Linked DNA regions of Mus musculus: all the other regions are linked to region 2. The links are chromatin contacts, called in public Hi-C maps. All regions are on one chromosome and are shown on one strand. The core of a region is the stretch at or near the end of the contact, and the rest is flanking DNA. Distances in the headings are between cores, read along the strand shown. Region 1 holds the start of Myo6 (myosin VI). Region 2 holds the start of Lca5 (Leber congenital amaurosis 5 (human)). Region 3 holds the start of Senp6 (SUMO/sentrin specific peptidase 6). Region 4 holds the start of Cyb5r4 (cytochrome b5 reductase 4). Region 5 holds the start of Dop1a (DOP1 leucine zipper like protein A).

Region 1 (5,736 bases), core at 3,099-5,598, 3.3 Mb before region 2:
GCGAGTGCACACACACACACACACACACACACACACACACACATGCACACAAATAAATAAACAAAAGTAATAAAAAAAGAAAGGAAAACAAATGAAAGAATTTCTGGGATAGCCTCTGCCATCCATGCTGGGATATATCATGGTTGGTAGAGGGCCTGCCAAGCAGGCACCAGGCTCTGGGGTTTGTCCCCAGGAGAACAGGCACCAGGCTCTGGGGCTCGTCCCCAGGACTGTGTAAACCACAGTGTCTGTGATCTTAACAGTCTAGGAGATAGGGGTAGAAGGAGAAATCTCAGAAGTCTCCATAGTAATCACATAACACAAGTATGAAGTTGCCAAAGACTTAATTAAATTTTAAAAAGAAAGTTAAAGAACAGCCTCAGCTATAAGCACGTCCCAGGCCTGCCTGTGATATATGGGACCCTGTTTTAGAAAAGAGGAGGGACTGTGGAGGGTCAAATCGAGCTGTAGACTTAGGGCATGTAAGTATGGACTGGGGTTGGGTCACAGAGACAGAGTTACTTCCATTATGCTTGATGATAACATATGCAGTTTCCAGAATCATCATCTGTCCATCTTTCCTCTTTATTCATAATAACACCAATGCTAGGCACTATTTATTTATTTAGCATTAAGTACGTTACCACTGAGCTATATCTTGGGCCCTGTAGGCACTTCTTAACGAAAAAGCTACTGTGCTCCACACTTGAAATCCAAAGGATAGTCTATTGTGCCCTCAAAGAGTGTACAGGCTAACTAGAGAATACACAAAAGAACACATAGGTGGCCAGAGTACAATATGCATTATAAGAGATATTTGTACAGTAGATGTTAAGTGAAGGATGGGGACAGAACTGAATTATGCCTAGGATTTACCATCAGGGCGGGTAGGGAAAATTCTTAGAGAGGACAAGCAGGCTTTGTTTTGAAGGAATAATTGGGTTTAGCCTGGCTGTGCTCCAGTGTAGTAAATAGCATAGAGTGTGTGTTTGGGGACACAAAAGCCCTTCAGAATGACTTGAATGTAAAGTACGAGACATGGAGGAAGGCTGTGGGTAGAAATGAGATTGGGCAGCTAAGCATGGAGAAGACAGCGATTCCCAGGACAGATACCTGGTGGCTCAGCTTGTCGGCTTGAACACAGTGGTGAACTGTGGGATCACATGACCATCGAAGAGCCCAAAAAAAAGATAGAAAGAAGGAATAATCCACTAGACTAATTGAACAAGAACAACCAGTTCGTGAAAGACGGTTAGATTCAGGATCTTACCAGGTGTTTTAGGACTGATGTAACTCAGTTTTGCTGGGCTTGCCTAGCATTCGTCAACCCACAGAGCCAGTCTCTAAGCGTGTAAGGGTCCAGGGGGAGGTATCTTAAGGGGTAGCCCACAAACCCAGTCTCCATGTGGGTAAGGGTCCAGGGGAAGGTATCTTAAGGGGTAACTCACAGAGCCAGTCTCCAAGTAGGTAAGGGTCCAGGAGAAGAGGAATCTTAAGGGGTTTGGACTTTCTACTGAGGATAGTGGAGAACCACTCACTTGGATTTCTAACTATGGACTAGTGGTTATGATTATCTAAGATCTGTAGTGATGGTGGCCCAGAAAATGGTAACAGTCGGAGGTAGAAAGAAGAAATGGGCAGAGAGATATGAGGCTAGAAGTAAAGAGATGAAACAGATTAAAGCAGGGACAAAGGGTAAGACTCATGGATGTCATTAGTTACAAAAAGCAACTGTAAATAAAACACCTTCTACTGACTTACAAACAGATTATCTTTATGTCAAATTCAAACTTAAGTAAGGTATGTATTAAAAATATGTAGCGATCTTCATTTTTCCTTTAAAGAAATTTATCATTATTAATTATTATCATTACTATTATTATTCTACCTACTTCATGTGTAGGGCGTTGTGCTTGTACATATGTCTGTGTACCACAGGAATGCAGTGCTTGATGAAGCCAGAATAAGCCTATGAGATTTCCCCCTGGAGCTGGATTTAAAAGCTCTTATGAGCTACTATGTACTCATAACTGCTGAGCCATCTCTTCAGCACCATGATCTTCATTTTAAAAAGCCAATTATTTCTGCGTACCTGCAATATATTTGGGTAGGAGCCCTATGTTAGGCATTGTCTTAGTCTGCTTTGTATTACTATGATATAACACCACCCAAAGCCAGTTTAGGGTTTATTTCAACTCTCAATCCATCACAGGAACTCAAAACAGGAACCTGAAAGCAGGAACTGTTGCAGAGGTAAAGGAGAATTCCTACTTACTGGCCTATTCATCCTGGCTTGTTCAGTTTGCTTTCTTATATTCCCTGGGACCACCTGCCCAGGAATGACACTTTTCACAGTGTACTGGGTCCTTCCATTAATTAATTCCATCAATTATCAATCAACCAAGAAAATGTCCCATAAGCTTGCCTACAGGGTAATTTGATGGGGGATTTTTAAAAACTAAAGTTCCCTTTCAGACGACTCTAACTTGCATGAAGTTTTGCCAAACAAAACAAAACAAACCCACATAAAACAAAGCAAAACAGATAAAAAACCTAACCAACACAAGCATCTTCTTCAGTCTTTCATCCTCTTATTTTTTGTAGTGGGGTCTCAGTGAGTCCAGAGCTCTCCTTTTCTGCTAGAATGGCTGGCCAGGGTGAGCCAATGGTGAGCCAAGGGTTCTGCTTGCCCTCTATCCCCCTCTCTCACCTTAGTACTGGAATTTGAGAAATAAGTCTGCCCCTGGTTTTAGTTTATTTTACAATCTTTGATATAGTTGAGATTTTTCTTTTGGCAATCTTGGAGCTACATTTCTGTGGTTGCTGTAAATTACTTCCTTTCTTGGTTTTCCTTCCTCTTTTTTAGTTTCCCTAATTTTACTTACTGTCTTACGAATTTGAAATGTGTTCAGTGGAAGGTAGCTTTTTCATCAAGTCATTTGGGTCGTCTCTGAATGCCTGACCCTTCCCTTACCATTTTTTTGTGGTGATATGGATTGAACCCAGGGCCTCACATGCTAGGCAAGTATTCTACCGTGGACTTAGTTATAGCCCATCTCTCTCTGAAACAGGATATTACTAACTGACCATGCTGGTCTTGAACATGCAGCTTCCCGAGTAGCTAGAATTACAAGCACGAGGCACCAGGTCCAGTTTGAATTCCTGAAACCTGTCTTCTCTGGGAATCTTCTAGACAGAGCCCAGTGGTCAGAGTACAATATGAGGAGTTGTTTCTCTCCTTGAAACATGCTGGGCTTCAGGATGGGCTGCAAGAACCCTCACTGGCTGAACTATCTTGCCAGCCCCTTATTTTGTTTTCATATTAACCTCTTTTTTCTAGTAAAGGAGATGTTTGCTCTCAAATTTGCATAGGAATGTAATATTTAATTTAAAAAGATGACCCACATATGACCTTATAAGGACAGTAAAATTAAACAACCGGAAAGATAAAGCGGGCCAGTTGGCTCAGTTCTATAAAACCAGCCCACAAGGATTGTCACTATTCTTAGGCTTGCGCGGGCTACATGATGAGTTCCAGGACTGCCTGGTTACAGACCGAGACTCTCTCAAGAGTCCAGATAAACAACAACAAAGGGGGCGAGGTGGAAATACAGGGGCTGTAAGAAGTAAATATGATATCTGCATGGGAGGCTAGCCAGAGAAGAAAAAATTTTCTTCCGTGGTTCAATCCTCCAAGGGCTGAACAGGAAGTTGACGCAGGCAGGTGAGGAGCACGAGCCTAGATGGGCTGCGGTGCCACCCTTAATCCCCACAAGCGAGTTCCTCCGCAATTCGCCTGTCCCACTCTCAACTTTTCTTCAACTGACTCTTTGCTGTGGTCCCTCGCTGTGGCAGTGGAAACAACTACCACTGCGAGGTAGGGAATGTCATGAGGGGCTACCTGCAGCCCTTGGCTTGCAGGGATGCAGGGATGCGGTCGGAACCTGAGGCCCCGCCCTTCTCTTGCCCCACGCCATTAGGCCACGCCCCTACCCAGCACTCCTTCAACCACCCCCTTCCCCGGCGCCTCATGAGGTCCCGCCCCTCTCAACCCTAGCTCTTGAGGCCTCCCCTTCACAGCCGCCCCGGCGTTCCTTGACTTGAGGCCACGTCCCTCTGCTCCTTCATTCCCAAGACCCTACGCTTTGCGAGTCCTCCCTGTCCTGCTGCCTAGGACCCCGCCCCTCTCAGCCCTTCTGCCCCAAGACCCCGCCCCTTAGGCTGTTCCCGCCCACTGGCCAATGAAGACCCGCCCTTTCTTTAGCCGCCCCGCCCCGGTCCCACAAAATCCCGCCTCCGGCCCCGCCTCCCGCCCCCTTGGGCGCTCCGTAGCAGTGACGTGCGCAGGCTGGGCACTCTGCAGGGCTCTCTGGCCGGCGGGTGGAGACCGATCCGGGATCTGTCCCAGCAGGAAGCGTATCCCGGCCGCCGTCGTGCTGTCGTCTCCGGTGCTCGCTCTCGGCCGCGGTGTCGCGCTTGCCCTTCGCGCCCGCAGCCCGGCAGCCTCTCCACGGCCGCGACCCCTCGCGCACCTGCCTCGCCGGGTGAGTGTGGGCGCCTGCCCGCCTGCCTGTCCTCACCGCCTTGGCCTCTGCTCTGCCCGGCGCGGACTGGAGCTCTGGCTTCCCCTTCCCGGGCCAGCGGGGCTCCTGTCACCTGACGAGTCCCACCCGACACTGCAAGATAGTTTTATTTTCTCCTTTCGAAACACAGTGAAAAAGCTACACAGTCTAGTTTGTTGTCAGAGTAAAGATCAATTGATACCATTAATAATTTAGCTGTGTCGAAGAAGACCATGGTAGCATACTATAAAGCTGGAATTTTAGTTCCTAAGCGTTCTAGTATTTTGAGTGTGAGTTTTACGGATGTGTTGCTGAAAATAACTTTGTTATTTAATTCCAAATCGTCTTAAACTAATTAAAACGTGCTAGCTGTGGATTGTATTTTAAAATAGGAAATAATTTGATAAGGCCATTCTTAGATAATCTATGTCAGGAACTTTTACACAAAGATACATTTTATCCGGCATAAAGTATGTAGGGCAGAGCTGTTTAAATCCCAATGTGGAGATACTGCTGGAGCGCTACACAAACGCTGCTCCGATTTCATATGTGTTGAATAAAACTTTAGTTTGCTCTCGTGTTACAGTTGCAGGATTTTCGAATATAGTTAGTCAGCTTGAGACTTTTAACAGCCTTTGAGGCTCGGCTGTAACACCATAAAATCTGAGTCTTGAGCTTGGTGGTGGTCATGGTCCAAAGGTTGGCTGCGGAACAGCAGCATTTCTGTACAAATTAACTCGACTTCAAGACATCTTGGCTTGTGGTTTTCCAACTGGGAAATGTTTAGTGAAAAAAAAATTACCTTAGTGCTCTCTAGCATTAATTTTAGAAATGGCCACAAATGCTACAAGGGGGACAGAGGAAGCCCAGAAACAATGTAGTTCTTCAGAACAGCTCATTGACTTTTAAATGTCTGCCCATTTTCTGTGTTTGCAGTTGCACAGGAGTAAACAGGCACAGTGATAAATAGAAGTCATTTTAGTCTGATGCTCGTCGGCCTGTAGTGTTTTTATTTCGTGTGTGTGATCTGTTACCCATTTTTTTCCCTCTTCCTTTCAAGTTTTGTATTTGTTTTCAAAAGTTACTTGTAAAAGGCAGGGACAGAATACAACCCTTAAGAAAAGAGTATTGCGATTATACAGTTAAAAAGCCGTGGAGTATAGATTTTACATAT
Region 2 (5,079 bases), core at 2,075-4,574:
CCAGGAGGAAGCTGGGAGGTTTCCAGAGAGACAATGTTCTGTTTCTGTTTTCATGTATTACCAGAGGTTAAGCACCACATGATGTGGGGGGGGTGGGGGGGTGGGGGGGGTGGTTAAATGTGGTTTAGCAAGGGCTGGGCACAGTGGCCACACCTTTAACTCCAGAACCCAGTGTGTAACCTGGTCCTTGTACCAAGTCAGCTGGGGCCTAAGAACAAAACAACGGCTTACTTTCAAACTGCAAATAGTTCCTAAGCACGGGAAATGTAGATCATCAGACCTGAGCTATACGGCAAGGGAGTATGTATGTGAATTGCATGTCTACTGCTGTACCACTCACAGGAGCCGTGATATGGGCCAGCCTGATGGTGGTGTAAAGAAAACAAGGTAGATATGCGCAGTGCAAGTGTATTCACCTATAAATACCGACCTGCAGGAAAATGAATGGAACCTAAGGTGGTCCAGGTTAAGTAAGCCAGACCCAGAAAGACAAATACCCCATGTGTTCCCGTATGTGGAATCTAGGCATCAATTTATATATGATGAGAATGAAGGGACAGGTCTAAAGGAAGTGAGCAGGAAGACAGGACAATGAAATTCATTTTCTTTGAATGGTAACCAAAAACTTACACACACAGCACATGAGCTTTTGAAATTTTAATACACACATTTTAACAATCTTTTCTATGTTGGTTATGTGTTGAAATAATATTTTGGATTATCCAGTTACCATATATTAAAATTAACTTTACCTGCTTATATTTTTGTGTGCTTATTGAAAAATATGTACTTCACATTATATAAATATGGGCCTTTAATCCCAGCACTTGGGAGGCAGAGGCAGGCGGATTTCTGAGTTCAAGGCCAGCCTGGTCTACAAAGTAAGTTCCAGGACAGAGAAACCCTGTCATGAAAAACCAAAAAAAAAAAAAAAAAAAAAAAAGGAAAAAGGAACAATCTGGTTTGAAATGAGTACACTGGCTGTGGGCATCAGAAAGTAATGAGTGAGGCTGGATCAGATGGAAGCTACAATCACAGGCAGACTGCTTACAGAAACAAAGGATCTTTAGGATGGTTAAAGCACTTAGACATGACCTTTACAAAGGTCTACCTTAACCCAAAAATCAGAGGTCTGCGCTATAATAGCATAGCTAGGGATAGAGAGCATCAAAGTGATGCTGGAGATACTGAGCAAGTCAAATAAGCCGGACTTGGTGATGGACTAAATGTCGAGTATGAGAAGAAGAACCTGGAAGAATTCCAAAGTTTTTGACTTGTAAAGCTGGATGCAAATGCTATCATCTGACCGCATGGGGTTTATCAGACACAGTGAGTCTGAGGTACCTGTGGGCAGGCTAATCCAACTGGAAGTACCTACAATTACCTACCCAGAAGTTGGGAGAGATGCAAAACTGGGGGTGTGCTAGTAAGTTATGGATAGTAGAAGCCACCAGGAAGGATGGAGTTGGCCAAGAAACTATGGAATGAAAAAAGAAAATAGAAGACTGAGTTATGGAATGAAAAAAAAAAAAATAGAAGACTGAGTCGTGGGCAGAGGAGGGGGTGTCCCCAAGCTTGACAACAGGAGGGACTGCTTGAGTCTTTTTCTAGCAAGTCTGACAGAAGTAGTTCCGTGATGTTAAAGAGATACAGTTTTGGAAATATTTATTTTCCAGAGGCATCAACTGCTTTTGACGTCTGAATGACGGTCCATCAATTTAAAGAACTAAGAGAACTCGTCTTTCCTGCCACACATTTGAATAAACATACTAACCAATGCACAACCGATCACAGGGTGAAATACTGTAAATACTAATAGAAAATTGGAGTGTGGAGAGAGACTAGAAAGAATACAGATTAATGAGAATGAGAAAAATGAAACCTCCATTTACCCTTTTCCTGGATGCCTGTAGCTCTCTCACCCGATCCCTCACCATTTAAATGACTTTTTAAATTTACTTACTTATATTTGATTATTTGTGTGCTTGTTTAGTTAGTAAGTTAGTTATGTGAGTGTTTTGTTGAACGCCTGTCTGTGTGCCATGGATACAGTTCCTGGTACCTAGAAGGGCCAGAAGACAGCGTAGGATTCCCTGGAACTGGAGTTACAGACAGTTGTGGGCTGCCATGTGGCTGCTGGGAATCAAACCTAGGGCCTGTGGGAGAGTAGTTAGTACTCTTAACGGTTGAATCAGCTCTCAAGCCCTAAGTTATGACTGTTGATCCCAAAGACATCTATCTAATCCTGAACGCACGGTTGAGCATCCATGTGTATGTGGTCAAGCCTACTCTGCTTGGGCCAAGAGTTAAGACCCTCAAACTTCGGGATTGAGATGTGCAGGCAGGAGCTGGTCCAGGACAGGAAACACGCGCACACACACACACACACACACACACACACAATTAATCAATCCTAAAAGAAAATTTACTTTCATAAAACCTTCCTCCACACCCCGCCCCCACCCCACTTACCCAAATATAGGTACAAATACCTCCGTAAAATTAATCCTCACAATGTGTCTACCATTCACTGCACTTCTCTGGAGGAAAAATACAGCCCCTAGCAACTTGTTACCAACCAAAAGATACCATTACGTATCAAGCCCATGAAGTGACTAAGAATTTACATTCAGGTGAACTGGTCACACAGGGAAACACTGTTCCCTTATTCAGCTAGCGCGAAACAAAAGGCATGTGCATCCACCCCAACTCAGTTCTGCCAACAGGTAGGTTTTGCTAACTACTTTCATTCGTTCCATTCCATCCCTCAATGATGTATAAAAATAATCCACAGCCTGGACCAAAGTGTCTCTCCCCTTTAACGACAGTGTTAACAATAATATCCTAGACTGTTCCAGAGTCTCTGAAAGGCTCCGCGCGCCCTCCTTTCCCATCCCGATCTACACCAGTCTCCAGGGGTTTCTTTCTGGTAACTTCGTTCTTCTTTGGATCCGTCTGCACATGCTTTCCTTCTGCTTTAGGGGGCTAACAAATCCCAGTCTCTCAACTTTCTCTTCCTTCTCTCCAAAGCATCCGCCGATCAGCCCCGCCTCGCCCCGCCCCATCACGTCCATCCCCCCCCCCCCCCCCCCCCGGCCGCAGACCTCCTCTCTCATCCGAGGCCCGCCCCTCACCCTCCAAGCTGGCACCTCCTGCTCCTGCCTGGATCATCGGCCGATCCCCGAGTCCGACCGACAGCTACGGTCCGAGACCTAGAGTACCCGGACGCTGCAGACTGCGGTTGCGGGGAGTTTGAACTCACTCACTGTAGGGACCACGGCTGCGGGCGGCGGCTCGGCGGCTTCGGCTCCTGGGCAACGGAGCAGAAGCCCAGCTTGCACCGCGGGAGGACCGGCCTCCGCCTCCCCCAGTTCCCATTGGTTACTGGACTCCATACGTTCATTTCTATTGGTTATTGTGGCATCGGAAGGCGGGATGGCGAGGAGAGAGGCATCAACCATTGGTGGGCCGGTGAGGCGGGGAACCGCGACCCGCGAGGACAGTTGCACGGAGCCCAGCACCCAGGACAGACCGAAAGAATGCCAACCCTTCTCATAGAGGGACGCCGGCTCCAGAAAGGGTCTGTGGACAAAACCCTTGGAAACCGGCCCTATTTTTTTCTGAATATTTTGGATTTCGTTATAAAGAAATCAATGTACTTTTCTGGTTCCGCTGAAATTGATGTGTAGGAGGGTGTGGACTTGATATTTTCATGATACTGCTGCCTGGGTTCTGGACTTTCTTGAGATAACACATCTTGAATATGGCTTGCGCATGATTTTTAAGTTCTGAAGGAAATCTGGGGCTAAAGGATAATGAGAACACGTTTGTTCTCGTTATGTTTTCAAAGAATTGTTTTTAAAGGAAATATTCTGAAGTGCATGACAGTGGGCTAAGGGCAGCTAGATGGCTAATTTTTCTTTTAAACTTGACAGTGCACACTAAGCAGTATTAATTGCAGTAGGTAAAGAAGCTATAAAGAAAATCTTTTCCACGGGGGCTCTGACGCTCTCTGAGCTTCTCATCCAGACCGTTTAATAAGACTGTTCAGTTCCCGATTGAAGCCTGCTGTCATTTATACTCCAGAAAATAGATTCAGGGGGTAGTAAGCGGTGAGATCAGGATAGAACCACATGGCTATTAACTTCCAAATCTAGCATCTTTAGAGCATTTCTCTAACAGGGTAATAGCATTACTGGCAAGTCAAAAAAGTATCTAAAATTTTAGAAATCTCCCAAACAAAATACCTAATTGTGTATAACATTTTCAGTGTCCTTATTACACCACACAGTGTTACTCTATCAGAGATAACAATTACTTTATTTGACCTTGAAAAAAAATAACCAAAATAATTTATAGTTCCTCAAAGCCAGTTTTACCAAATTGATGTTTTAAAGATTTGTCCCAAGTGTGATGATAACTTCACCTTTCTACATGGCATGACTTTGATCTGCCATTTTTATTAGGACTTCAGTTTTCTGATTATACCATTTCACTTCACTGTGTACTACACAGGTTACAGCTTTCCAGGAAAAAAGAACTGAAGCTACCAAACCACATTTTAATATTTTTACTAATTGAAACTATTTAACTGCATTAAATATTTAACTGCCGTTTGTAAAGATTGTGTTTGGGGATGAATCCTAATCACAGTTGGGCACTCTGGGTTTGTATTCTAGTCTCACAGGAATTCCTGTTACTACAGTGCTTCAGACTCCCATTGGCCAATGAATGCCCCTCCCCCCCTTTTTTTTCCTGCAGGACTTTGCCATGTTTGATGCTCTATGGCAATGACACACACACACAAAAAAACCATTTCTACATATGTTTAAGAAACTGCAGTTTTTCCTATGAGGGAACTACTATTGCAGAATCAGAAGGACTTGTTAGAACCTTCAAACCATTTACTAGCCAGAGGTAGACATAGTTTTCCTGACATCAGACAATAAAGATATATATATATATATATATACACATATACATATATATATGTGTGTGTATGTATATATATATACGTGCATATAATCTTATAATTACAATAGCAGATCATCCTCAACAAAAGTTCAGTTTTTCATAAGA
Region 3 (5,626 bases), core at 1,295-3,794, 3.4 Mb before region 2:
GTCCCTTTAAGAGCAGCGTTTACAATCAGCTCCTAGCAGGGCTCCTCCAGTCACACTAGACTTCTAACTACAGGTGCAGGACTCCAAAGACCAATTGATCCTGTATATTTATTTTTTTCTTTTTCTCTTTCACCAAATTATCCCCAGATAGTCAGAGAGTACTGCTTTTCTCAAACCTGTTCTCTTATGTGTAAACTATCTCTAGTCAGGGTACAAAGCACCTATGAGCATTACCTTCGCTTCTCTAGATTTTCACATAGCTCTAAACACATACACAAAACCACACAAAACAGAAACCAACAGATCCAGACACACGTGACCCTTTCTTGTCCTCCGCAAGCAGGCAAAAGAATTAGACGATTTCAGAGAGGGAAGCTTCCACTTCAACAACAGAACTCGGTCCCTCTGACCAATCTCCAGAGACTACCAGGCATTCCTGGCTCTCCCCACTTTCCAGGGCATCCCCCAGGGCAGCAGCCTGTGGTCCTCCTAGCACGTCTGCCGATCACAGTCCTCCGGTCCTTATGGTCCGAGAGGACAGCTGCAAATACAAAGTGTGCGTTTCAGAAAACCCCATCATCCGCTTCCACTGGGACAACCAAAACCAGAGAAACCAAACTTAGGTGGATCCAAACTCAGGCTGATCAGTATAAACTCAGGCATATCAGCATCCAAAACTCAGGCTGATCAGTATAAACTCAGACGGATCCAAACTCAGGCTGCTCTGTGCTTCAGAAACAAAGGACGAGACACAGACAAACAAACCAACACAACAAGTGCACGTTTGTTTCAGAAAACAGAAAACAGACACTCAGAATAGAGACACCGGCCGGCACACACACATTCCAGGGGGGATCCCTATACCTCCAAGTCGGTTCTGGGTGTGAGGGGTGGTCGCGATTCCCGGCCAATGCACTAAATGAAAGACCCACAACGTGAGGACTCCCCCACGTTTGGACTCAGGAGAGGTGATACCCCAAATCACTCACGAGAAATGGTCTTGATGCAAACTGCAAAAGGACTTTTATTTCAAGAGCACTCTTGGGCCCACAGTCTTACACCACGAAGGGGTAGAGGACCGTGGTGCCCAGAGTAGCTGGGTAAGGGGGTATTTAAAGGAAGAAACCATAACTCAAGGGGGTGGGGAGGGCTTTGTTGGAAAATACCAAAAATACCAGTTAAGTGGAAAGTCAAGACAGTTTTCTAGGAGCCTCTAACAATAGCATATTTGCATAGAGGGTTCCAGCAATGGTCAGGGTGGGTCAGGGTGACTTTCTTTGAACAAACATGCCCTGAACCCAGGAAGCAGGTTGCTGGAGGAATGCCGCTATTTGTTTTATGATTAGCATACCATGGAGCATTGAGTCACAAAGGTCACATTCTCAAGCCTGGGCCTAAAGGCCTAGAATCTTTTGTTTTTTATGTTTCACTTTTTCACTCAAAGGGCTGGAGAAATGGATTCAGCAGTTTGGTTAGCCTGGGTACCCTCTTCCGGCCTCTGAAGTAACTACAAGAAGCAGCTTTCCCACCCTAAATGCAGGCAAAACACCCTCCCCCCAACCCCACCCACTTTTTTTTTTTTTTTTAAAGAAAAAATGTAGCCGGGCAGTGGTAGCGCTAGCTCACCTTTAATCCCAGAATTTGGGAGGCAGAGGCAGGCGGGTTTCTGAGTTCCAGGACAGCCAGGGCTACACAGAGGAACCCTGTCTTGAAAAAACCAGAAAAAAAAAGAAAGAAAGAAAGAAAGAAAGAAAGGAAGGAAGGAAGGAAAGGAAAGAAAAAAATGTTTATTAGCTGACCACACAGCTAAGGGGCTTGAATTTCTGTAACTTTTTTTTTTCATTTTCTGCATTTTTCATGGATTTGTTGTTGTTGTTGTTGTTTTTGAAGACAGGCTCTTCCTTTGTAGACCAGGCTGGCCTCCATCTGACAGAGAGATCCACCTGTCTCTATCCCTTTATGGACTGGGAAAAACCTACACCACTACATGGGGTTTGTAAGAAAAAAGAAGAAAAAAAAAAGCCCCTCAAATTGTATCATAGTCTACTGTGTTCTCTCCCCCCCCCCCCTCTCTCTCACACACACACACACACACACACACACACACACACACACACAAAGTGTACTGGCTCAATCATATCATATATGCATTGTTTGGAAGATGGATGTGAACACAATTTTATTTTCCAATTACCTGGCTTCATTTTTTTTTTTTTTCCTTCCCATGGCACGTTTTAAATTCAGGGTCAGACAAGAACTTGGAGCGTTTCTTTAGAATTTGTGGTGCGACTCGACCAAATAGAATACCTGGCCGGCAGGCTGGCAAGCGCTCGCAGGCCGGCTCTGCCATGGGGGCCTTCCGAGGAAGGGGTTTTTGTTCGTCCCTCGCCAAGGCCGGCCAGACAAGGCCACCCCAGGCCGGCAGGACGACAGCCCCCGGCTCGGGTTCGGCCGAGCCCGGAGGGGGGCGAGCAGGGACCCGAAGGGAGAGAGAGGCTCTGGGGCGGCGGCGGCGGCGGGGCGGGCCCGGAGGCCGGTGGGGGAGGAGCGGCGGCGGGGCTGCTGTGGCGACCGACGCGCGGCGGTGGCGGAGACCCACCCCCGTCCACATGGACAGTCGCCGAGGCCTGGGCTGATGCTCTGACGCCTGGGCGGGGTGGGCGGGCGGCGGCGGCCACTGCTGGAGCAGCGAGGGGTCGCGGGCGCCTCACGGTCGCGGAGCCCTCGCTCGGCTCAAGCCGCTGCGGCCATTTTACGGCCCGGGACGTAGAAGGCGTGTGAGCGTTCGCTCCGTTCTCCGTCCTCCGGAGCCAGCGGCGGAGCGGGGCGGAGGGGAGCGGAGGGAGCTCCTCAGAGGCCGGCGCGGCCCGGTGGATGGGGAGTCGTGTGCCGAGGGGAGCCGGGCCCGGGAAGCGCCGCCGCCGCCGCTCACGGTCCCCGGTAGGCGCCTGAGGAGAAGCAGCCCAGGCCGTGGGCCTCGCCGCCTCCCGTCAGGCCCGCTTTTGTGTGGGGGGCCCGGCCGGCGGGGAGCGCCCCTCGCGGAGGTCGAGCCCGAGGCCCGCCACCCTGCGGCTGCTACCCTCCCGACGCGCGGCCCCCATTCCCCGCCAGCACCGCGCCGGTGTCGGCCATGGAGTAAGAAGGAGGCGGCGTGGAAGGAGGAAGATGGCGGCGGGCAAGAGCGGTGGCAGCGCTGGGGCTCTTTTCCTGAAAGGTACGCTCGGGTCTCCCTCGGGGGAGAGTCGGGGGCGAAATTCGCCGACACCGGGGTGTCTCCCACCCCCGGGCCGTGATACTCAGCTCTCTGCTCCGGGTGGGCTTGGGGCCGCGGGGGCCACGGGGGCCCGGACGGCCGATGGCCCGCTGGGAACGCGCTGCAGGCGCGCCGACTTCGGGTCCGCCCGGGCCAAGGCTCGGGCAGGCCGGCGCGAGGCGGCGCGGTGGTAGCGCAGCGAGCCGAGGCCCAGGGCGGCCTGCGAGGGGCGCGCCGAAGGCTTGGGCTCGCTCCCACCTCCATATTCTCGATGGGTGCCTAGTGGGTGAGGAGCAGACTTCGTCCGCGTCTTTCTTAAGCGTTCGTGGAAAGTTTCAGACCTAAGCTTGGTTGAAACTGGCCGATCCAAGGAGGCAGGGGGAGAGGTGGTGGTTAACACTGCCCTGTGGTTAAAAGCTCCCAGGCTAGCCGCTGCCCTCGGGGTGCAGGTTAGACCCGGCGGTGCCCCGAACTCCGGTGAGATGTGTTTGGTTGTTTATACTTTGTAAAGCAGGTATGGGAGGTGGAAAAAAAAAAAAAGAGAGAGAATGAGCTTCCAAGTGTCGGTTTGGAGACAGCCGGGGAAGGTAAAAGAGTTAGGGTGTGTTCCCATTTTTAGTCGCTTGTGAAGCAGAGTTAACTATTTCAGTTGGTGGACCAAGCCGGCTTAAAAGGTCTATTTTGGTTTGGTGTGGTGGTAAATGGATAACGATACTGGTTTTTGCCTATGGCTGTAAAGGGACTTCCATAATACAGGTACATTTAGTTGCAGTTGTGAACCGGGAACGTAAACGTTCATTCGACTTTAAATTTCCTGGTAATCGGATTTGTAAATATGTTTAGGAAAATAAGTCCGCGTTCAGTAATTGTTAAGTATATTTACTCTTTGGGGGTAATTGCAGGATTTTGTTTTCTAGATGAAATATATCCAGGCCATGCTTTAAGATATGATTTAGAAATATTACAGAATTAAGAAAATGTAGTTTAAAATTAAGAAAGACTTGCCGGGCGTTGGTGGCTCACGCCTTTAATCCCAGCACTCGGGGGGCAGAGGCAGGCGGATTTTTGAGTTCGAGGTCAGCCTGGTCTACAGAGTGAGTTCCAGGACAGCCAAGGGCTCCACAGAGAAACCCTGTCTCGAAAAACAAAAAAAACTAAAAAAACCAAAAAAAAAAAAAAAAAAACCAAAAAATTAAGAAAGACTCTTAGTGGTAACGGGAGGGAGGCTATGCCTTGTTTACTCCTTGACCGAGTGGGTTGTGAATGGAGACTAAGAGGAAAAGTAATTTTCTTTATTCTTTGTACTTGAGAATAGGGAAGTGGGGGGGGGGGGGGAGCAGCTTTCTTTACTTTGCAGACCGGACTTTATGTAAGACGTGGGGAATGGTTGTCCTCTATGATAAGGAAAGCTAGTATGTTCTCATGACTTCATTTCATATTACCTCCATACTAATTTGACCGTGGTAGGGAACCCCTGCCAACAGGCGGAGAGAGGAGTAGTAGCTCGCAGGTAGCCGGTGCTTAAGCGCCTGTGTTTTTGTTTGGAAATTGGAAATTCACCAGATGGTTTTCTGATGTTCATAGTTTCTAGGCAGATGATTATACGTGTAGGTTTTTGTAGGTTTGGGGCTTCTATGGGCTTCTAATTGAGTTTAAATTCTGAGTGGATGAAACACAGCATAATACAAGCACAAAGCCATCACTGAGAGTTCATCTGATTTCCATTGCTGTTAGTTTATTCTAATTTACTCCACTGTAAATGTACAGATGTGAAAGTTTGGGTTTCATCTTGTCTCATCCAGCTTTTTTTTGTTTAAAAAATTGAGACAGGATCACATTATGTAGTCCGGCCTTGAACTTCTGGAAATCCTCCTGCCTCAGCTCAAGGATTACAGATATGAGGGTTTTAGAAATTACTATTTTAAAACCTTTTTAAGAACATTTATTTATTTAGTTTAGTTTATTTTGGATCTTTGCCTGCATGTATGTGCAATGTATACAAGCCTGGTGACCACAAAGTCAAAAGAGGGCACCTGGAACTGGAATTATGGAAGGTTGTGAGCCACTATGTAGGTACAGGGCCCTGCACTTTGGTCCTCTGCAAGAGCAGCAAGTGGTCTTAGCCTACAAACTATCTCTCCAGCCTCTAGGCTTACTTTTTAAAGATCCCTATATTACACTTTGGTTTTTCTCTGTTAGTTTGGAAAAAATGGAAGTAGGTTTTGTTTTTGTTTTTTTGTTTGTTTGTTTTGTTTTGTTTTTAACTCATCAAATATATTTAATAGTCTAGTCTGCTTGGCTGGAATAAAACAGTGAATGAAATATTTAAAAGTCACTACCTTCATGGAACATTTAGTGAAGGAGACTGTCAAC
Region 4 (4,996 bases), core at 962-3,461, 3.6 Mb after region 2:
GTTGACAATTTGAATTTTGTATATAAATGTACCATAAACTTTTAAAACTAATTTATTTGTATATACATTATTAATAAAACATTTTGTAATAATTACAGTATTTGGAATCCTCTTTGTCCCTACACTAGAATTAAATGTTGGGATTTTAAGATAGACATCATGTACAAATGTCCTGATTGTGTTATAAATATTTGTGATTCACAAAGAATACTTCTGGTTTTTTTTTTATTAAATCACAAATTTATCTTTAGTTATAATTTTTCAAGGAACTATTTGGTTTTTTTAAAAGACCGGCTCTTGTAATGTCTGGTGTTTTCTGCTGATCTCAATTGGATGTTTAGTTACAGATGATATAATCTTGGCAGTTAGTGAGGAAAACTGGGTGCTGCTACTATTCTCACGGATATTAGTATTTGTTTGCTTGCTCATAGGGAAATGCTTTAAGTAATTATAGTTGAGAAAGAAAAACAATCTTGGGTCACTTAAATCTTAAGGACTGTAATTAAGTATGGAGTAGTGTGACTCTCACTCTGATATTCTCCTGTTGTCTTTAATCTGGTGTTCAGTACTTTCTGTATATGTTGAAGGATTCCTATAATTAAAAAAAAAAGGTTTAAATTTGAATGATTTGTACAGAGTCTAAAAACGGTGAGAACATGAAGTTGCTCTCTTTTCTTTTGTCCTGGATAAAGCTAAGATTTGGAAGACATAAAATTCAACATTATCCACTTTCCTTTTGCTTTAGTTTCCCGCTCACAATATTCTCATATAAACATCTTCTTCTGGGGAGTAAAATAAATCCTCAGTGACTGATTTTTCTTACATAGGCATCACAGAAGAAAACTTATTCCATACTTTAATGAGATGGACGATGGACTTGCATGGTTAGGGTGACACAGTAGATTATGCTCATGAAGTCCTTTTAGTTTTTATATAATCACCTGCTCAGCAGTTCAGGTGCAAACAAACATATTTTATTAATCTATAATCTGAGCTACTTGTGAGGATGAGGCAGGAGAACTGCAAGTTCAATGCTTGTCTGACAATATACCAAAAATATTTTCCTGCAGTATTCCAGAATAAAAATGGGTAGAGGTGGAGATGAGAGGTAATTAGCTAGCTAAGAAATGTCCCGTGCTTGAATGACTAAGCATATCCACAGACTCTCTCATAATATTAAACCACATTATCACAACTTTGACTCCCAGGGACTCTGGAAACTACATAGCTGGAGTAAATGATGTGTCCAGAATCAGAAAAAATTAGAACCCCACAGAGAATGGGATGGGTTATTTAGAACTACTCTTTGGGAAAATGTTCTCTTTCTATTGGATTCCACCCTGTGGATCTGTGTATTTTCCTAGCAAAAAGAAAAAGCCAATGTATCACTAACATGGACCCACAGTGTTAGGAATTTCTCTTGTTAACAAATCAGGATAGTATAAGGTGGCCTGTCTTTTGTTACATGCCTATTAATATATACAGTATATGGTTTAGATATAGCCATTTATTTCTTACAGAAACCCAAGCCTATACAGACAAAATGTTCCTTTAATAAAAAGTAGCGTGCATAGGCCATTAAATACAAGGATGACACCAAAACCAAATCACTCTATTTAGGAGTGAGCTACTTGTAGATTTCAGGGAAAGTGAAGAGTTATGGGAGGAGGAAGAATGTGTGAGTGTATGGATAGAGAAGGTCTTCTGGAAACGTCGTCTGGAAACGTCTTTTACTCGTTTTCCAGACTGGTTCCCCAAACGTGACGTTTCTTAACCCACAGCAGAGGCTGCTTGAGTTCGGCTTCTTAGCTCATGAAACTGTGAAGTCCTCTTTCCTAGAGCTTAGTATTTTACAGGAGAGAACTATTCAGCAGTCTGAACGTTTTGATAGTGTTGTTTTCTTTCATATTTCAATTGTTGTTTATCAAGAGACAGGCACTGGTCTTCTTGTTCTACCAGAAATAACCCTCGGCCTCTATCAGCACCAGGGCTGGGGAACAGCTTCACTCTCTGATCTTTCAGCAGAAAGCTGTCATTTCCTTGTGGTGCTGAAGTTTAGGACCAAAGAGTAACTGAGCATGCGCTGCCCTGCCCCCAACCCCCGCACAGCCACCCCTTCCCAAGCCGGGCGACCGGGCTCACAGAGTGAGTGAGCCTTTCCTCTGACTCCGCCCCCGCCCCGCCTCTCGTGAGCGTGATTGCGTCACGACGCGCCTGACCCCTGGCGACCCCGGAAGTGGGTCGGGGGCTTGGCCTCGGCCGGGCCAAGGAGCCCGCACGGACGGTGGTGGGCGCTGGGGTCCCACCAGGGCAGCCTGTCCGGTGGCGGAGCCCGGATGCGGCCCGAGCCGGGGGCCCAGGATGCTGAACGTCCCTTCCCAGGCTTTCCCGGCCCCCGGCTCCCAGCAGCGCGTCTCCTCCCAGGGGCGCAGCAAGGTAAGTGGCGACGCCGTTCGTTCGACTACTAACTCAAACGCCCTAAGTGTGTTTGAGCTGCTGAAGTTGGCCGCGGTAAGTCCACTCGGCACCCCGCTTCCGGCATGGTTGCATTTCTGTCTCAAGCTGTCCTCTCCAGTCTTTTGTTCTTTACGGTCAAAGATCCAGGCTGAGCAGTGGCGGTGGCTAGGGATGATTGGAGTCTGCAAACCTGCCGTCAGATTTAGTGCCACCTCTTCAAGTCGCACTCCTCTGTGTATACGGTAGCCAGTGGTTCCAGCACTGCCTCATCTGTAGACACCCCTGGTTGATTTTGAATCTGGTACCATGCTCTTGTCTATTTGTTGAATATGGTTACTGTCAGCAGCAGGTGGAAATACAGATATATAGTTGCAAAATTCAGTACAAATTGTGTAGTGTATTCATTGCAAGGCGAATGCTCTTATGTTATTTTGCTAGTTCCTTATTCTGTAACCACATCTTGGTATTTTCTTTTGAGACTTCTGTCTTCTTGGGCTACTCGATTCCTTTCTCGAGTTTTATTTTATATGACTTTGAGACTTTCCATTCTTCTCCACTTAGATCTGAGGTTTTGCCCTTAGATCAGAAAAGGAATTGAGGTTTTCATTTATTTTTCAGAAATGTCTGTCCCCAGCTTTAATCATACATAGCACTAAGATGTTTTGTGGGCTCACTGATGGCCATGTGTATCTGGAGTCCTTTTCCTTTGCCCATTGAATCTTCACAGTTACCCTGAAGCTAGGGACGTTTACTATCTTCATTCTTGGTAAAAAGAAATAGGTTGATGAAAGTCTGCTATCAGTCACGTAAGCTTGTGATTATGACATTTCCTTCATTGCTGTGTGTGCGCCTCTGCTCACCAGCCATCAACTGGGTATCTTGCTCTCTCTTTAAGCTAAGTGCTTGGCTCCATAGTCTAAGGTTGCCCTTTGTAGAATGAGAACGTCAGTAACTGACTTTCTTCATTAAAATGGCTATGTTCTCAGCATTCATTTAAAGGAGAAAACTTCTAGGCAAAGACAGCAAGTTCCTTAGATGCGATAGCAGAAGTAAGTTTTGTTGTCCCCAAAGAGGGCAAAGTAAGATCTTTGTGTAATTTAATAGGACCCTCAGGTAGGATTAATTTCTTTGTTATGAAATGAGACAATCTCGAACCCTTGAGAGGCAGAGTTAGGACTGCATAAAACAATGAAACAGTCAGATAAAGTTTTCAAAAATGGAACTCAGCCAGATAGGCTGATTGTTAAATTGTTAAAAGTCTAGAACTTTGGAGTAGGAAAGAGATGTCTTTCCAAGACCCACTACTTCATCGCAGTCACATTCTGGCTCAGGTGTATGTACGCGTGACCAGTTGTTGTTGTTGTTGTCTTGTTCATAGGCCTGAGATGAGACTTTTCCATAGCACAGCATTGCTACGCACTCAGCAGATATTCCTTACCTTACGCCCTTTATTCAAATCTCACCAATTTGAATCTTACACAGAGACAGATTCCTTATGCAATAGCTGTTCAGTGTTTATTGAGAAACTGTAATGTCCTACATATGCTAAGGCATTTGATCATGGGGTTCCCAGTTGATGGTGCTGTCTCGGGATGTTATGAAACCTTGGCTTTATTGGAAACAGTATGTCACTTTGAGCAGGCTTTAAGGGTTTACAGCTTCACCTATTTTCAGTTTGTTCTGTGTGCAGTTGCTATATGATTAATCAGCTTCCTGCTCTGGGTACCTGATGCCACACCTGCCTCGCCATTATGGAATCCCCTTGTGGAACCATAAGCCAAAATAAACTCTTTGTTCTATAAGTTGACTTTGGTCATGGTGTTTTATCATAGCAGCAAAAGGAAACTTAGACAATATGGTGTGTTGAAGGGTGGTCTCTGATACTAAAACAGTATGGTGTGTTGAAGGGTGGTCTCTGATACTAAGACAGTGTGGTGTGTTGAAGAGTGGTCTCTGATACTAAGACAGTGTGGTGTGTTGAAGGGTGGTCTCTGATACTAAAACAGTATGGTGTGTTGAAGGGTGGTCTCTGATACTAAAACAGTATGGTGTGTTGAAGGGTGGTCTCTGATACTAAGACAGTGTAGTATGTTGAAGGGTGGTCTCTGATTTCAAGGGACTTAGTCTCACAGGCAGCACAGATAAGAAAACAGACAATTATATTCCGTACGTCAGTAGGGTATTAGCACCAAAAAAGAATTAGAGTTAGATTGGAGGAAAATACTATGAGCAAGTGCTTGACACCAGTGGGGAATCTGTGCCCATTAGGCCAGAGCATTTGATAGAAAGTTGTAGAAAGTCAAGGCTAAAACATGGAGCTAGTAATGCAAACTGTGACCAGAGGATCTGATTAACAGTTGAGGAATAAGGAGCCACTGTAGAAGAAAGATTTATGATTTGAGTTGCATTTCCAAAGAATTAATTGCCTTAGGGATTACTGAATGGAGAGAGAACCCAGTGATTTTCTCTGGGATAGGAATTGTTTTTCTCACTTTTTATTCTTTGGGAGGAGTCACCAGAAGAGTTTCACCAATGGTCA
Region 5 (5,790 bases), core at 2,532-5,031, 3.0 Mb after region 2:
AAACATCAATTTCAAAACATCAGTTGGCTATGTCAGCTTGACATACGTCGGGAATTAATTAAAACCCCAACATGGAGGGCACATGGTGAGGGATTTTTTTACTTAATTGGAAGTAGGAAGACTCACTTCCTACCTTTGAGGTAGGAAGACATTCCTTTATCCGGATCTTTTGAGCTGGGAAGAGCCACCTCAAATATAAGCCACAACTTCTGTGGGAAGAGGACATGGAAGAAAGAAGCTCTTTGCTTGCTTGCCCTCCCTCTCACTGTCATTAGGAAGTGCACTGAAGACCAGCTGAGACACACAGCCTCACGGACTGAGCAAACACTGGATTTTTGGACTCAACATTCATTCATAGCCACTGTTGGACTGGCTGGACTGCAAGCTGTTAAGTCGTTCTAATAAATCCTCTTTCTATTTATAGACAGATTCATTCAATCAATTCAGTTACTCTAGAGGACCCTGACTAATACACATGTCAACACAGTTCGAGAAACAGGGATATTGTGTAGATTGGTTGAATGGGACCAGACCATGGTTCTCTTAGTAGGATAAGGGACTGAGCTGTGTTAGAAGTCAACAGTCAAAAGATCAGAGAGACAAACAGGCAGTCTAGCAAAGTAGGTTTCTCACAGAGTTTGTTTGGTACGAGGGATTAGGCAGCTGTATTTGGTAATGTGTGTATTCTTAATTACCAAACACAGTGGACAGAAATTGTGGATATTGATCTCACTCCTCCCCACCCTTCATCCCCATACTGGGGAGTATTCAAGATCTGTACAAGCTACACAAATGAATTGTACTGAGCCTAGACTCAATCCCAATCTTAAAACTGAAGAAATCCAGGTAATTCTGCCCATGTGAGAAAGGTAGGATTTGAGTTCAGTCCTCAGGCCGCATGCAAAACTGCCACTTTAGCTACTTGTCAGATTTTAGGAAAAAAGGCGAAGCTAAGGAAAAAAAAAAATACAACTGTGCTGCTCTGTAGTACATTTTCACATCTATTTGATACATTTGTCACTAAGAACTAGGCAAAACCCACGAAGAGATCACAAACCATTAAAATTGCTGACCATTAGCAAAAAGGAGCATTTTACCCCCTAAAAGTTTCTTGTTTGTGTAGTAAATATGAAATTTAAAGTTCGCAGACAGGCTGGGGAGATGGTTCAGCGGCTAAAATGCTCGCCAGGGCAACCCATCTCGCCCCGCGCACGCGCACATTGTCCCGCGCACGCGCCTACTGCCCGGCGCGCTCGCTCCCTCGGTCCCGCGCATCCGCGCTCCTGTGCCACGCACACGCGCACCAGGCTCCGGGCCGCGCGCCTGGCCCATGCACGCGGTCCCGCGCACCGGTGCTCCCTCCCTTACCCCAGGATTAGCAGCGCACTCTGCAGCCGTCTCCGCACTTCCAGGAACACGCGCGTTTCCGCCGCAGCCACCGCCATGGCCGACTCAGGGACCCACGCGGGACCGAGCCCACAGTTACTAGAACCCGGACAGGGTGGGAGCACGTGCGGCCGTAGCAGGCGGCTGGCTCCCAGGCCAAGGTAGCGCGAAGGGATCCGGCGGCGGCCGTCTGTCGGCTAGAGCGCCACCTACCGGGAAGAGAGCGCACTGCCGAGGCGCCGACCTTGCCCCAGTGGCCGCTCTAGTAGGACAGGTGCGACCCAGAGAGCAGAGCTGACCTCCACTGGAAGGATGTTGGATGGGCTTGACTATGACTACGAGCATTTCTTTCCCTGAAATGAACAGAAAGCTCAGTTTGGGCCAGGGGAAGCTCTTCTCTGGATAGTTGAGTAGGATGAGGTAGATAATGGAGCAGAAGCTGTACAGGTGGTACTTCCCATAGGTCCAGAGCCCCAAAGCCCACTTTATCGGAGTCTCCTTTATTTGAACTAGAACAGTTTATTAGCTTCCGTATGATGTATCCAAAAATATCCACAATTGATTGGCCATTACATTTCGCGCTAGATATGGTACTTCCAAGACTGAAACAGTTGCAAAAACCAGTGTAACCACTAAAAGACTGGTGGACTTGTATCTTGACTGACCATTCATGTAACTTTTGAGAAGCTAAAAGGAAATGAGTAATTTCTGATATACATTCCCACTATACTGCAGAAATAAAAGAAGTCATAACTTAATTGCTCCTACAAGATACATTTCGAAAGTTTGATGCAGTAAAAGATCTAGTGTGGTATAAACAAATATATCAGGCCATAGGATTTCAGTTGGACACCTTTTAAGAATGGAAAGCTGTTATTTAAAACATAGCTTGTATAATGGGGATTGTCTTAGTTAAGGTTGCTTTTGCTGTGATGAAGCAACAGTACCAAAGGCATTTGGGGAGGAAAGCATGTGTTCAGCTTACACTTCTATACCACTGTTCATCATTGAGGGATGTCAGGACAGGAACCCAAACAGGGCAGAAACCGAGAGGGGGAGCTGATGCAGAAGCTATGGGAGGGTGAGTTTACTGGCTTGCTCCCATGGTTTCACTGAACCTGCTTCCCCATAGAACCGAGGATCACCGACCCAGGCAGGGATAGCACCACCCAACATAGGCTAGGCCCTCCTAGGTCAATCACTATTTTAAAAAACGAGTTACAGTTAGGTCTTATGGAAGCATTTTCTCAATTGAGGTTCCCTCCTTTCAGAAGACTCTATCTTGTGTCAAGTTGACATAAAACTAGCCAGGACTGAAATCCTGTTTATTGATGTTCCATTTCATAATTTCATAGTTATAATTATCTGACATTGAACAAACTGGAAGCATTTCTAAATAGGTTTAATCCAAAGAGGATGGCGTATATCTGCAACCCCAGCATTTAGGAGACTGAGGCAGGATTGCTGAAAGTTCAAGGTCAGTTTGGGCTATGTGAGTACAGGGCCGTCTAGAGCTATGTGGCAAGACTGTCTCAAAACAAAAACTGGTCTTAAGTATACTGAAAATGTGATTTCAGATAACTTTTCTAATATCAACCTTTGAGGTGTTTTAAAGTTTATCATGTTGCTATATAAATTCCTGTTTCATTCCAACAATTTGAGATCATAAGAGGGAATAATAGCTTTAAAAAGTAAAAGCTTTGGGATGGAGGGTTGGCTTTGTGGTTAAGAGCACTTGGTTGCTGTTTCACAGGACTGGGAAGCTAGGTTTATAGCACTCATAATTGCTTGCAACTTCAGAGCATCTGACCTCTTTTTCTGGGCTCCATGCATGCACACACATACCTGTGGCACTCCCATATAAAATATAAGTAAATAATTTTTGAAAAAAAGCAAAGGTAACTACTATTTGGTGGCAACTCATTTATTTGAAGGACAATTGTTCTCTTATACTTTTAACACAGAATATTACTTAAATTTTGGCAATACTTAATATTGACACCTAGCAAAATACACAGCGTCCTCAGATTAGCGTGCTCCTCATATATGGTTTAAAACTAGAACACGCAAAAACACTTGTAAAGACAACAACCCTTTCGAATACGCGTTTGAAAGACGGCTAGATACAAAAAAAAGTGCTAAACTGGCTCTCGGTTTCACACAAACTGTGCCTGAAATGACGCGCATAAAGTGCTGGTGGATCCAGATGATCGTACTTAAATAATACTTCAAAACTGTTTTCAATTCCCCCATTCCATCAAAATGATGGTTCGCTGGCTCCTTGCTCACACCTTTCCCGCCTTCCCTCCGCCGTCTCTCCGGTCGCCCGCACGAGGGCGCTGTGGCGCCGGCTAGCCGTGGCCGCCGAGCAGCGGACGGGGACGGGGGCGGGGACGGAGGCCGCCGACGTCGACGCCGGCGTGGGCGCGCGCGGTGCACGCTGGTAGCTGTCACTAGGCCCTGGGCTGGCGGCCTTCGTGCGGCTGCCGCGGTTGCCAAGAGAGCGGCGCCAGCGGGGAGCAGCAGAGCCCGCGGCAGGTAACAGCGTCCCCGCCCCCGGCGCGGTCGCGCGGCGAGACGCGGCACGGTTCGGGCGAGCGTCTCCGGGCTTGGCCTGCGGTGGTGGCGTCGGGGTGTCACCGCCCGGCCCCCACCTGAGCCCGCCTCTGGGTGGAGGGAAACGGGCCCTGACCTGCCCGGGGCGAGCGGTGGGACCCGGGGCCTGTCCGCCCGTGGCCTTCGGCGGGCAGAGCCGGCACGGGGCTGAGGGGTGGTGTCACCTGGGCGCGGGTGCCCGGCGCCTTTGTTGGAGGCTTCCCGGCACCCCGTTGCCTCGCCAGCCCGGTGGGTCCCTTTTAGGATCGAGGCGACACCGAGGCCCGCCGATGTGCCGGTGCAGAGGGTTGGGAAGCAGAGCCAAGTTCACCAAGAGGAAGCCGAGCTAGCACACGGAAGTTGTTAACAGTCCTCACCTTTGATTTCCAAGGCTTTGAAAGTTGCCCCATCGCTGTACTTAACCTCACCCTCATCCTGTTGAGGAGGGAATAGCACGCAACTGTACTTTCTCCTCCCCAAGCAAATTGTGTCTTGTTAATTCTTATATTATCTCGGAGTTCTGTGGAGTTGAAGAAAACTCAGATTTAGAGATTGTAGTCAACAAACACATTTTTTTTTCTTCTCTTTTTTTTTTTTTTTTTTTTTTGATCGGAAAAATACAGGAGTCAACCTCATTTAGTAGCTCGCAACTATAGGGTCAAAACTTTTCATTCTGGAGATGATAGCCCCATATGTAGGTGTTAAGGTCTTGCCACTTTGAGGTTAGTTGTATTCGTATTAGCATGGCGTCGCTATGTGCTAGGCTATGTGCTAAGTAAGTCACAGGATTATCAATCCCTTGGTTCGTTGAGCTGACAGAAATTATAGCCCAGGTAGTCTGAATTCCTTGTTGTAATGGTTACTTCTAATTAAACTTTGTCATTCCTCAGAACTGCTAAAAGCAACCCCCTTTTGGGGACCCAATTTTTAATAAAGAATTTTTAAAACTGAAGGAAACATAGACCAAAAATGTGACACCATGACCCAAAGGTTAAATTTAATTGCTTTCCCATCTGTTGTGAAGAGCCCTACTTTGTAATTCCAATAGTAGAAACAACTGTAGCCTGGGGCTTGAGGGCTAAGGTTCAAAGCTCTGTTTTTGCTGCTAACTGGGTATGATCTCTCTACCCCTCAGTTACTGTCTGTATTCTGGTGTCTAGTTTTGTTGTTTTGTTTTAGTGGTACTGCGATTCCTTGTGCATGCTTAGTTAGATTCTACCACAAGCCTGTGCTCCCACTGTAAACTTTTTTTCTTGGGGTGCTGGGAAGGAATGAAACCTTGGGCCTGGCACATGAACAGCCTCAGGGATTTGAAGAGCTCATGATTTTCAAAATTGCTATTTCCCATCAAGACTGTACTAAAGCAATAGTTTACTTCCCTTAAACAGTGTTCCATGTCAAATCATGTGGCAACACACTAGATTTAACCAACCTTAACTTTTGTTTGTTTGGAGATCAAACCTGAGGTATTTCCAATACAAGGCAAACACTCTACCACCAAGCCACACCTCCTTCCCCCAAGTTTAACTTTGGTTTGCTTGTGAAGGCAGCTCCTCAAAGACTTCATGCTATGCTTGCATGCATATAATTTCCAAAGGAAGGTTTAAATAACATTTCCCAAATTTAACTAACCAGAGAGCCCAGTTTGTTTCTTTCCTTTCCTTTCCTTTCCTTTCCTTTTTGTTTTTTGTTTGTTTGTTTGTTTTTGTTTTTTGTTTTCCTCGAGACAGGGCTTCTCTGTATAGCTCTGGCTGTCCTGGAACTCACTTTGTAGACCAGGCTGACCTCAAACTCTGAAATCCACCTGCC

Evidence for each region. Hi-C and Micro-C count contacts between places; a contact is called where the count stands out from the background.
Region 1: a Hi-C map of LSK cells shows a contact between it and region 2, with 4 times the contacts expected there. The contact joins the promoter of Myo6 here to the promoter of Lca5 in region 2. A contact is called at or near these places in 1 of 39 promoter capture datasets (cranial neural crest) and 1 of 484 Hi-C or Micro-C datasets (LSK cells).
Region 3: a Hi-C map of CD4 T cells shows a contact between it and region 2, with 4 times the contacts expected there. The contact joins the promoter of Senp6 here to the promoter of Lca5 in region 2. A contact is called at or near these places in 1 of 39 promoter capture datasets (cranial neural crest) and 1 of 484 Hi-C or Micro-C datasets (CD4 T cells).
Region 4: a contact with region 2 is called in a Hi-C map of uterus, with 4 times the contacts expected there. The contact joins the promoter of Cyb5r4 here to the promoter of Lca5 in region 2. A contact is called at or near these places in 2 of 484 Hi-C or Micro-C datasets (CD4 T cells and uterus).
Region 5: a contact with region 2 is called in a Hi-C map of CD8 T cells, with 9 times the contacts expected there. The contact joins the promoter of Dop1a here to the promoter of Lca5 in region 2. A contact is called at or near these places in 1 of 39 promoter capture datasets (cranial neural crest) and 2 of 484 Hi-C or Micro-C datasets (CD4 T cells and CD8 T cells).

What each region holds. Positions count from the first base shown.
Region 1 is chr9:80,160,686-80,166,421 of GRCm38.p6, forward strand. It overlaps Myo6 (myosin VI), which reads left to right and starts at 4,349. Exons shown (of 33, transcript NM_001039546.2): 1 at 4,349-4,544.
Region 2 is chr9:83,437,775-83,442,853 of GRCm38.p6, forward strand. Lca5 (Leber congenital amaurosis 5 (human)) reads right to left here and starts at 3,325. Exons shown (of 8, transcript NM_027448.2): 1 at 3,135-3,325. All of the region lies in intron 1 of Gm2087 (predicted gene 2087), which reads left to right.
Region 3 is chr9:80,064,359-80,069,984 of GRCm38.p6, forward strand. Senp6 (SUMO/sentrin specific peptidase 6) reads left to right here and starts at 2,545. Exons shown (of 24, transcript NM_001311110.1): 1 at 2,545-3,214. The coding sequence starts at 3,166.
Region 4 is chr9:87,019,818-87,024,813 of GRCm38.p6, forward strand. It overlaps Cyb5r4 (cytochrome b5 reductase 4), which reads left to right and starts at 2,212. Exons shown (of 16, transcript NM_024195.2): 1 at 2,212-2,436. The coding sequence starts at 2,362. It overlaps Ripply2 (ripply transcriptional repressor 2), which reads left to right. Exons shown (of 4, transcript NM_001037907.2): 4 at 1-624.
Region 5 is chr9:86,463,373-86,469,162 of GRCm38.p6, forward strand. It overlaps Dop1a (DOP1 leucine zipper like protein A), which reads left to right and starts at 3,782. Exons shown (of 39, transcript NM_177208.3): 1 at 3,782-3,924. Ube2cbp (ubiquitin-conjugating enzyme E2C binding protein) reads right to left here and starts at 1,544. Exons shown (of 10, transcript NM_027394.2): 1 at 1,369-1,544. The coding sequence starts at 1,445.